Linked DNA regions of Ovis canadensis: region 1 is linked to region 2. A link is a contact called in public Hi-C data. All regions are on one chromosome and are shown on one strand. Each heading gives the region's core, a stretch centred on a gene start, on an enhancer-like site or on the middle of the called end of the contact. The rest is flanking DNA. Distances are from core to core; before and after follow the strand shown.

Region 1 (3,827 bases), core at 393-2,892, 180 kb after region 2:
GTCCTCTGGCCAAGCGTCTGCGATCTCACATTGTTGGAGCGCTTGCTGTACCCCTGGGAGTTGCAGCTTTCTGTAAGCTTGCTTTGGCTGAATCACAAAAGAAGGCATATGCAGAAATTTCTACAGACATTCCATAAAAGACTTTGCAGCAAGGAGGAAGGCTGCTATCTTTCAGAGTGCAATGTGATTCTGGAATGTAAGGAATGTCTCTGGGTTGAGTTCCACGCAAGTTTGTCACTTACCTGTATTCCTTAACTATGAAATTATGTATATCTGGGCTAAGGAACAGTTATTCTTGATAAATAATCAAGCGCTGTGGGGAAAAAATGAAGTCTATACAAAATCCACCAGTTTGGGGAACCCTCCACTTTAGCCACAAACACTCAGAACTCAAGGAGGAGGCGTGAAACAGAGCTGAGCACACAGGCGGTGGGACCTAGCCAGGCTCCCAGCATCTCTCCAGGTTCACAGCACTTGCTGACCCAGCTGTGCTGCAGAAACCAGTGAGCGGCACGACAGTCACGAACACCTCCCAGCACACAGGCAACAACATGCCCTGGATGCTGTCACCAGTTTCTATTGTACTGTCCAAAAATAAAGACACAATCAAGCCCCAAATTCCAGCAGAAGTAGCCAAACAGCTCTAGCTTTATAGAAGAGGAAATAACTTATTCCATGAAAAGAAAATGTATAGTTTTTAAGAAATGTTATGTCTCCCCAAATAGTAAAATGAAATGCAATTGGTTATTTCCAAAATATCAGAAGTGACCTCCTAATTACACATGTTTCTATTTATATATCTAACTCTAATTACAAATGATTACTACACGATTTTTTCAGGATTATTATATTATGAATTTTAATGCCATGGATTGGTCTTTTAACACAGAAATTAACAGTAAGTGACTATCAAAAGGCACCAAGTAAACAGCCTCCATGTTAAATGGTTGTCAAATCCAAATGATCAACTGTTTTCCAACCCATTCAGAATAAATACATTTAAAAATAGTGTCTTGAGGCATAAGGGCTAGACTGCGGCCACAAACATGGCGCGGGCGGTTCCCGTGGCCTGGTGAGCATCGTACCTTCTTCTCCCTCACGCTGTCTGCTTGCACAGACTCCAGGCGGGCTCTGAAGTGCTCACAGTCCATCCTCAGTTGCTCTAACTCCTGCTCCTTCCTCTCCAGGTCTACAAGAGACACAAGAATACTCAGTATTTCAAGTCACTGATCTCTCCTGACCATGCATTTTGCTTCATTTTCTCTCAGGAAAGCCTGATTTCTTAGGTAGGATTTCTCACATAACCAGTGCTGGGATAACCAACATTCTAACATCCTGCTTTTTAAGTTTTTGTCACCTTTTTGCCCATAGCAGAAAGTACCTTCTTTGTTTTCTGCTTTTTTTTAAGACTTCGTTTCACCACCAGACTTACACTGAAGGTTCTAGGAAAGAGTGTTGTTTAAAGGAGTGCAGGCAGGGCTGGGCAGCCCAACCGTCTCGTGGCACACACTCCTATGTGCTCCATAAAAAGCAGAAGGCAGTTCAGCAAGGAGATGGTGCCAGCCGGGCTGATTCACACACTCGTCTCACCCGCTGGCAGACTGGCTCCACGACAACAGCTGCCGCCGTTGTCAATGGAGCAGTGAGGCAACAGCCACAGAGATGAGAAGAGAAAAGGCCACAGTGAGAGGCGGAGAGGAGGGCACGCTTCCTCGCCACCGTACTCGCCCAGATAATGAGTCACATGGCCAACAAAATTCCCAAAAGACATCCATGTTCATGAATCTGAAATCAACCAGATAATCAAGTTTAAATAAAAAATAGTATGCTACAGAAACACTGACATTCAGAAAGCCAAGAAAAAAGGTAACTCAGTGCCTCCGGTGAACAATCACTGCTCTCTGTTTGCCAGGGCCCAGGGCTGGGGGTGGGGGGCCCCCCTCAGTGGCACACAGCATGTTCATGGCACACCCACTGACATCTGTGCATAGTCTGGTCAGCAGTAAGAGGCTGCATTTGGGGTTCACCTTTCTTGAATACTGGTTTTAAGTAAAGAAATTTAAATGGCTTATTAGTCTGCTAATTGGTTGCCTATGAAAACAGTCTCTTATTAAAGCGTTTCCCATTTAAAAAACAAAAAAAGCTTTAAGTGCCTTGATCCCAAAGACTAAGATATCACGTTTCAAAGCTAACATATACCAAGACCTGAGTGGACCTGTGCTCAGAGCTACTGGTGTAACTCACTGAAGTAGGAACACTTCGGGACATTGATTCTCAGACTTTACAGCACATCAGAATCCCCTGGGAGTGGAAATCGCTCAGTTGTGTCTGACTCTTTGCGACCCCATGGACTGTAGCCCACCAGGCTCTGCTGTCCATGGAATTCTCCAAGTAAGAATACTGGAGTAGGTTGCCATTTCCAGTCACAGAGTCATGGGGTCACAGAGTCAGACACGACTGAGCAACTGACACTTTCATTACATTTTCCAGAGATCCTTTGCTAGAGCAGGAGATTAAAACCTAAAGCTAGATATTCAGTTAATGATTGTGAATCCGCAGGCAAAGCTTCTCTTAAAATGAGTTCCTTGGAAACGGGTGAAGCAGCATAGGACCCCTTCTTCTCCTTCACATCAGTTCTCTTTTCTGCCCTTTTAGGATGTATCACACCCAGTATGACTTACACTGGAAATCTTTATTTTGTCCCACTAGTCCTGGCCACCCAAGAAACCAACTATACTGATCAAGTGCTATGCTTTGAAAACTACAGATCTGCGTTTTGTAACAATGTTAAACGAAAACATAGATAATTATGAGTGAAATGTGAACTGCAAATGGTCACAGACCAAAAAAAAATTTTTTTTTAACTAAGATAAAATTATTAATAGCATAAAACTTTTTCTTTGCAGTTAACTTTTAATGTTTTCTTCTATTACTAAACTGTATATACCTCAAACACGGTAAAGAAGATAGGAAATCACACTCCTACAAGTCTTACATGTAAAACTATGGAGGAATTAAGACCACCCAGAAGACTCTTTACAATAATGTCATAATCTCTCACTCTACAAAACTGCTAATGACCTTACTGTAGGTTAACACAACAAAAGGATGAGGTTAAACGGTCCGACTCGACCCCACAGTATTCAAAGGCTGTGTCAGGGTTGCCACCCACTCCCAGCTCTCAGGATGAGGCCGCCACCTGGTGGCCAAACTGGAGCACTGCCGCCACCTCCTGACAAAACTCGCTTGTTCAGCTTGGCCCCTAAAACAGGCGGGCATGCATCCTCCAGTGTACTGATAATCCCACATACATAGAACATGAGCGACATGCCTAGGACATGGCACCTAGTGGCACTGTACAAATATCTGTCACGTAAATGAACTTCACTTCTTTACATAATCTTCTGCTAATCCTTGAAGAGAGAAAAAGCTTGGCTGTCTCATCCTTCAACAGTTTTTTTAAAAAAAATCAAAGACAGAAATAATACACTAATACATACAGTGCATTATATGGTCTTCCCTGGTGGCTCAGTGGTAAAGAATTTGCCTGCCGACGCAGGAGACGAGGGTTCAAACCCTGGGTTGGGAAGATCCACTGGAGAAGGAAATGGCAACCCCCTCCAGTATTCTTGCCTGGGAAACCCCATGGACAGCGGAGCCTGGCGGGCTACAGTCCACGGGGTTGCAAAGAGCTGGACACGACTTAGAGACTAAACAACGGGACATTATGGTCAAGACATCATCTTACCCAGTCTCAGTATTAGAACGAAAAGAGGCTGCCATCCAGCTTAGATGGGATCTCAATGGCTAAGCTTTAGCATTCAAAA
Region 2 (4,119 bases), core at 89-2,588:
CCTTACCTGATAGAGCTTTATAATGTGAGGATGATTCAGAAGCTTCATGATCTGAACCTCTCGATAGATTTTCTCCAAATTGCTTGAATCTAATCGTGCTTTGTCGATTATTTTTATTGCAACCTACAAATCATTAATAAAGGATATTTGTTTAAATAAAACTCTCTGCCTTAAGCTAATTTACACACTTCGTTTTTTGCAGGTTAATTTCTAAAACACTTCATGTCCCCAAAGGTCACAAAAACTTAGGGAGGAAAATAACAAAAGTAGCCAAAAAAGTCAAAGTTTAATAAATGTCTTAAGTCTCTGCAGACTCGTTTTACAGGCTCCAGCTGTACTCCTGGGTATTTGGTCATTATCCTCTTTGCTACTCCCCAGTATTTGTACAAATTACGCATAATCATAACATATCGCATTTTCTTCTTTACCAAACTGATAAAAACTATCAACGTTTCGACCTTGGGACGATGGACCCCACAAGCAGGGATTTCACCAGCTTCCCGGGCTCCAGGGAAAGGGGGTATCCAGCCGCGGAGGGTCCACCCGGGGGTTCCGCGCGCCCCCCCCCCCCCCCCACGCACCTGCGTTTTGGTGACTCGATGCCGGGCCAGCTTCACCACCGCGAAATTGCCCTTGCCGAGGGTCCGCTCGATGTCGTAGAAGCCCACCCGGAGAGGCTTCTGCTGGCCCTGGCCCGAGCCCGCGGGGGCCGCGCTCAACTCGGCCATGATCACCATGGTTCCGGGCCGCACCTGCGGGCGGGGGGCGCGCTCAGCTCGGCGGCTGCAGACCCGACCCCCGGACGCGCGGACCTGCGGCAACCGCCCCCGCCGGCGACTTGCTCCACCGCGAGCCCCGATCCGGGAGCCGTGCGCCCTGCTCCTATGCCCGCCGCCCGCAGTCGGATCCGCTTGGGCTCCGGGTCCCAAGCCCCGCGGGGCGCGTGGACCGCCGCCCGCGCCCGACTCCGTCCTGAACCCTGGACCCTCGCTCCCATGGCCCCCGCTGTCTGCCGCACAACAAAGGGGAAGCCGGCGGCGGCGCCCCGGCCCGAAAACCCCGCGCGCGCACCTGCGGGGCCGCCGAGCCCGCAGCCCCGAGCCCGGCGGCGGCCACCGGCCCACCGGGCCGCGCCTCACCTCCGCCGCCCTCGGAGCGCCGAGGCTGGGACGCCGCTCGCCCCGGGGCCCCCGCCGCCCGCTCGGCCGTTCGCTCTGCCCGGCCGCCAGCTGCTCCGCCGCCTGCCGCCCGGGCCGCGCCGCATGTCAGCTCTGAGCCTGGAGCCGCGCTCTCCAGCCGCACGCGCCGTCCGCCCCGCCCCCGGGCCCGCCCCTGCCTCCCGGGCCCGCCCCGTCACGCCCCCACGCCGCCGACCCCGCCCACGGCGGCCCCGCCCACGCCGCCGCCGCCGGATTGATACATCCCTATTGACGTCCTTTTGACGCCAGAGCGACGCGCGGCCGAGAGCCAGGCGGAGGGAGAGCGGGAGATCGGGCGGTTGCCAAGAGACTGGCGGCTCTGACGCGCGCGCTGATGAGGCCGTCGCCATGGCGACCGTGGGTCGGTGACGTCAGGGGCCCCGGCCGCCTGAGGCCCGCCCGCGAGCGCGGGCGCTCCCGCCGGCGCGCGACCCCTACCGGATGCCTAGGGCGCTGCGGGAGGCTTAACCGTTTCGTCCCCGAGGAGAGACTGCCCTTCCTCATACGGGCGCACAGCCGCCTTCGCGCTGGTCCCCCTCTTCTCGCCTCCTCCCAGCAGGCTTGGTTCTAGCGCTGTTCTGAAACTCCTTAAATTTAGCACGGTTGCGGCTGCGTCCTCTGCAGACCCCTACTCCCGGGTCCCCATTATCGGGGTGTGGGTTTCATGTGTCCCCCAGTTTCTTTCGGAAGTGATCGGCCTTGGAGCCACCCTACCAGGTGGGGCCCGGGAAACCTCACAGACGCGCAGAATGTGGCCATACCAGGTGCAGGTTAACAGCAGGCCAGGTCTCACCCCCCAAATTGGTCACCCGGCTCCAGGGAGGAGCCGCCACCCACCAGGGACCCTTCTGAGCGTGGCAGGTACGGACATGGAAGACATGGGCGTCCCACTTCGACTGCTCTTGCTCTGTACTGAAATGTCAACACTGGAAACCGGCCAGCATCTCTGTAACCTACACCAGGGGCCTGAGGGCTGCCAGAGTGCGGTGAGCCCCCAGGGGAGTGGTTCAGCCCACCGGGCCCATTCGCCTCCATCTGAGGTCAGAAGCCAGCTGATGACTGGAGGCAGCCCTTTGCTAGGCTGAAGAAACCTAGCAGGCTGGAGAGAAGAGGAACACCCAGTGAGTTGATTTCTGGGCTGACCTGGGGTCTAGGTGGGAATGGACCCCACTCCTGAAGGACCAGGGTATTGAGAAATCCAGTTAGCAGCACCTTAAATAAGGCCAGTTTCCCTGGTGGCTCAGATGGTAAAGAATCCACCTGCAATGCAGGAGACCTGGGTTTGATCCCTGGGTAGGGAAGACCCCCTGGAGAAGGGAATGGCAACCACTCTAGTATTCTTGCCTGGAGAATTCCATGGACAGAGGGGCCTGGCAGGCTGCAGTGCATGGAGTCCTGAAGAGTCAGATGTGATGGAGTGAGTAACACTTCACTTTCTTTTGACTCAGACCAGGTGCTTTGTATGCAGATGACAAAAGGGCCCTGTACCTTGGGGGCAGGGGTGTGGGTGGGAGGAACAGCCCCTCCAACGGGGCCTACAGGAGGGTCAACAGAGAGCAAGGACTTCATCCCTGGCGAGGCTGGACACCGCAGGTCCCTTGGCCTTGGTTACTTTTGTCTGCTGCCAGGTCCACCATGCTGTCTCCTTGAGTTTCGGTGGGGGAGCGGGCAGGGACCTGTGCCCTCAGGACAGAGGTCAAGGCAGGAGGGACAGAGCATGAAAATGGCAGCAGGTGACAATTTCCGTTGGCGTCACTGCTCAATGCACGTGCCTTTACACCTCTGCGGAGGAGACACTAAGGGAAGACACAGCATAGGGCAAACACTATTTATTAAATATTAGGAAGGCAGAAGACTCTGCCTGCAATGCAGGAGACCTGGGTTCAATCCCTGGGTCAGGAAGATCCCCTGGAGAAGGGCGTGGCCACCCACTCCAGTATTCTTGCCTGGGAGATCCTATGGACAGAGGAGCCTGGCAGGCTACAGTCCACGGAGTCACAAAGAGTCGGACACGACTGAGCGACTCAGCATAGCACCCAGCCTGCAATCATTTTCCTTGTGTTCAAGTATGACTTCAGAGGAGAGGGTGGGGAGCAAGAGGTAAGCGAAATGGATACAGAGCTTGGACGCCCTTTGAGGAGGTTTCGGTGCCGGCCAGCTACCCGGTGAGGGTGTCTCATGGAATCGGATGTGCTTCTCTGGTGCCCAATCACAGGCTGGGGCTAACATGTGCCATCACCCCTCTGCCTGGGCACAGTTTGTGGCTTTAGTTTGTCTTGAAAGGCCTTTCAAGGCCATTAATAGTCTCAGCGTTTTCCTTAGTCTTTCAAAATGCCCTCGTCCCAGGTTTATCCATAGAGAATTCGGAGGAATATTCTTCCTCCCAGCTGAGTAGTTTACAACCATGAGTTATTTACAAAGTAGTTTCCTCTCCTTCTCGGGGGTCCGGCACCCTGCTCTAGATCTTGGATGCAGAGGGTGCCGGGAGGATCTCAACCTCTCTCTGCCTGCATTGTCCAGAGAGCAGGCTTGCTGCCCAGGGGGCTGAGGGATAGCCACCCCATGTTGGGCTGTCAGATGGTGGGACCCTCAGGAAGGGCTAGGGGCGGGGTCGGGTGAGCCTGGGCCCAGGGACCTTCTCTGGGGAGGCAGCTTTCAGCTCTTTTGGCTGCAGTTTCCTTTCGGTGCAGACAAAAGTGCTTCCCGACAGCCAGGTGTTTGCTAATGTCGGTGACCTTTCCAAAGACTCTGGCCAGATCTGGGCCTGGGTAGGTGAGAAGGCAGAGGAGCCATTTGTGCGCTGGATGTCACTGGGACGAGCCCGAGGAATGCTCTTGCATGACAGAACGAGGGACAGCAGGTGAGTGTCTGCACGTCCCTGGTGTCTTCTCTCTGCATCTCATTCTCCTGGGAAGAGAGG

The links. A called contact is a pair of places that touch in the nucleus more often than the background predicts.
Region 1: a contact with region 2 is called in a Hi-C map of fibroblasts, with 5 times the contacts expected there. The contact joins the enhancer-like site here to the promoter of SIK1 in region 2. A contact is called at or near these places in 2 of 2 Hi-C or Micro-C datasets (fibroblasts and lung).

Annotation. Positions count from the first base shown.
Region 1 is chr1:266,850,194-266,854,020 of ARS-UI_OviCan_v2, forward strand. It overlaps HSF2BP (heat shock transcription factor 2 binding protein), which reads right to left. Exons shown (of 8, transcript XM_069566372.1): 4 at 1,086-1,189. Among named protein-coding and RNA genes, the nearest start is that of HSF2BP, 17 kb to the right of the region's middle. Within about 2 kb of position 1,643, the one cell type or tissue checked has open chromatin away from gene starts, as enhancers often do. A contact at or near this core is called in fibroblasts, where this site is marked.
Region 2 is chr1:266,669,167-266,673,285 of ARS-UI_OviCan_v2, forward strand. It overlaps SIK1 (salt inducible kinase 1), which reads right to left and starts at 1,339. Exons shown (of 14, transcript XM_069581929.1): 1 at 1,140-1,339; 2 at 582-752; 3 at 7-123. The coding sequence starts at 737.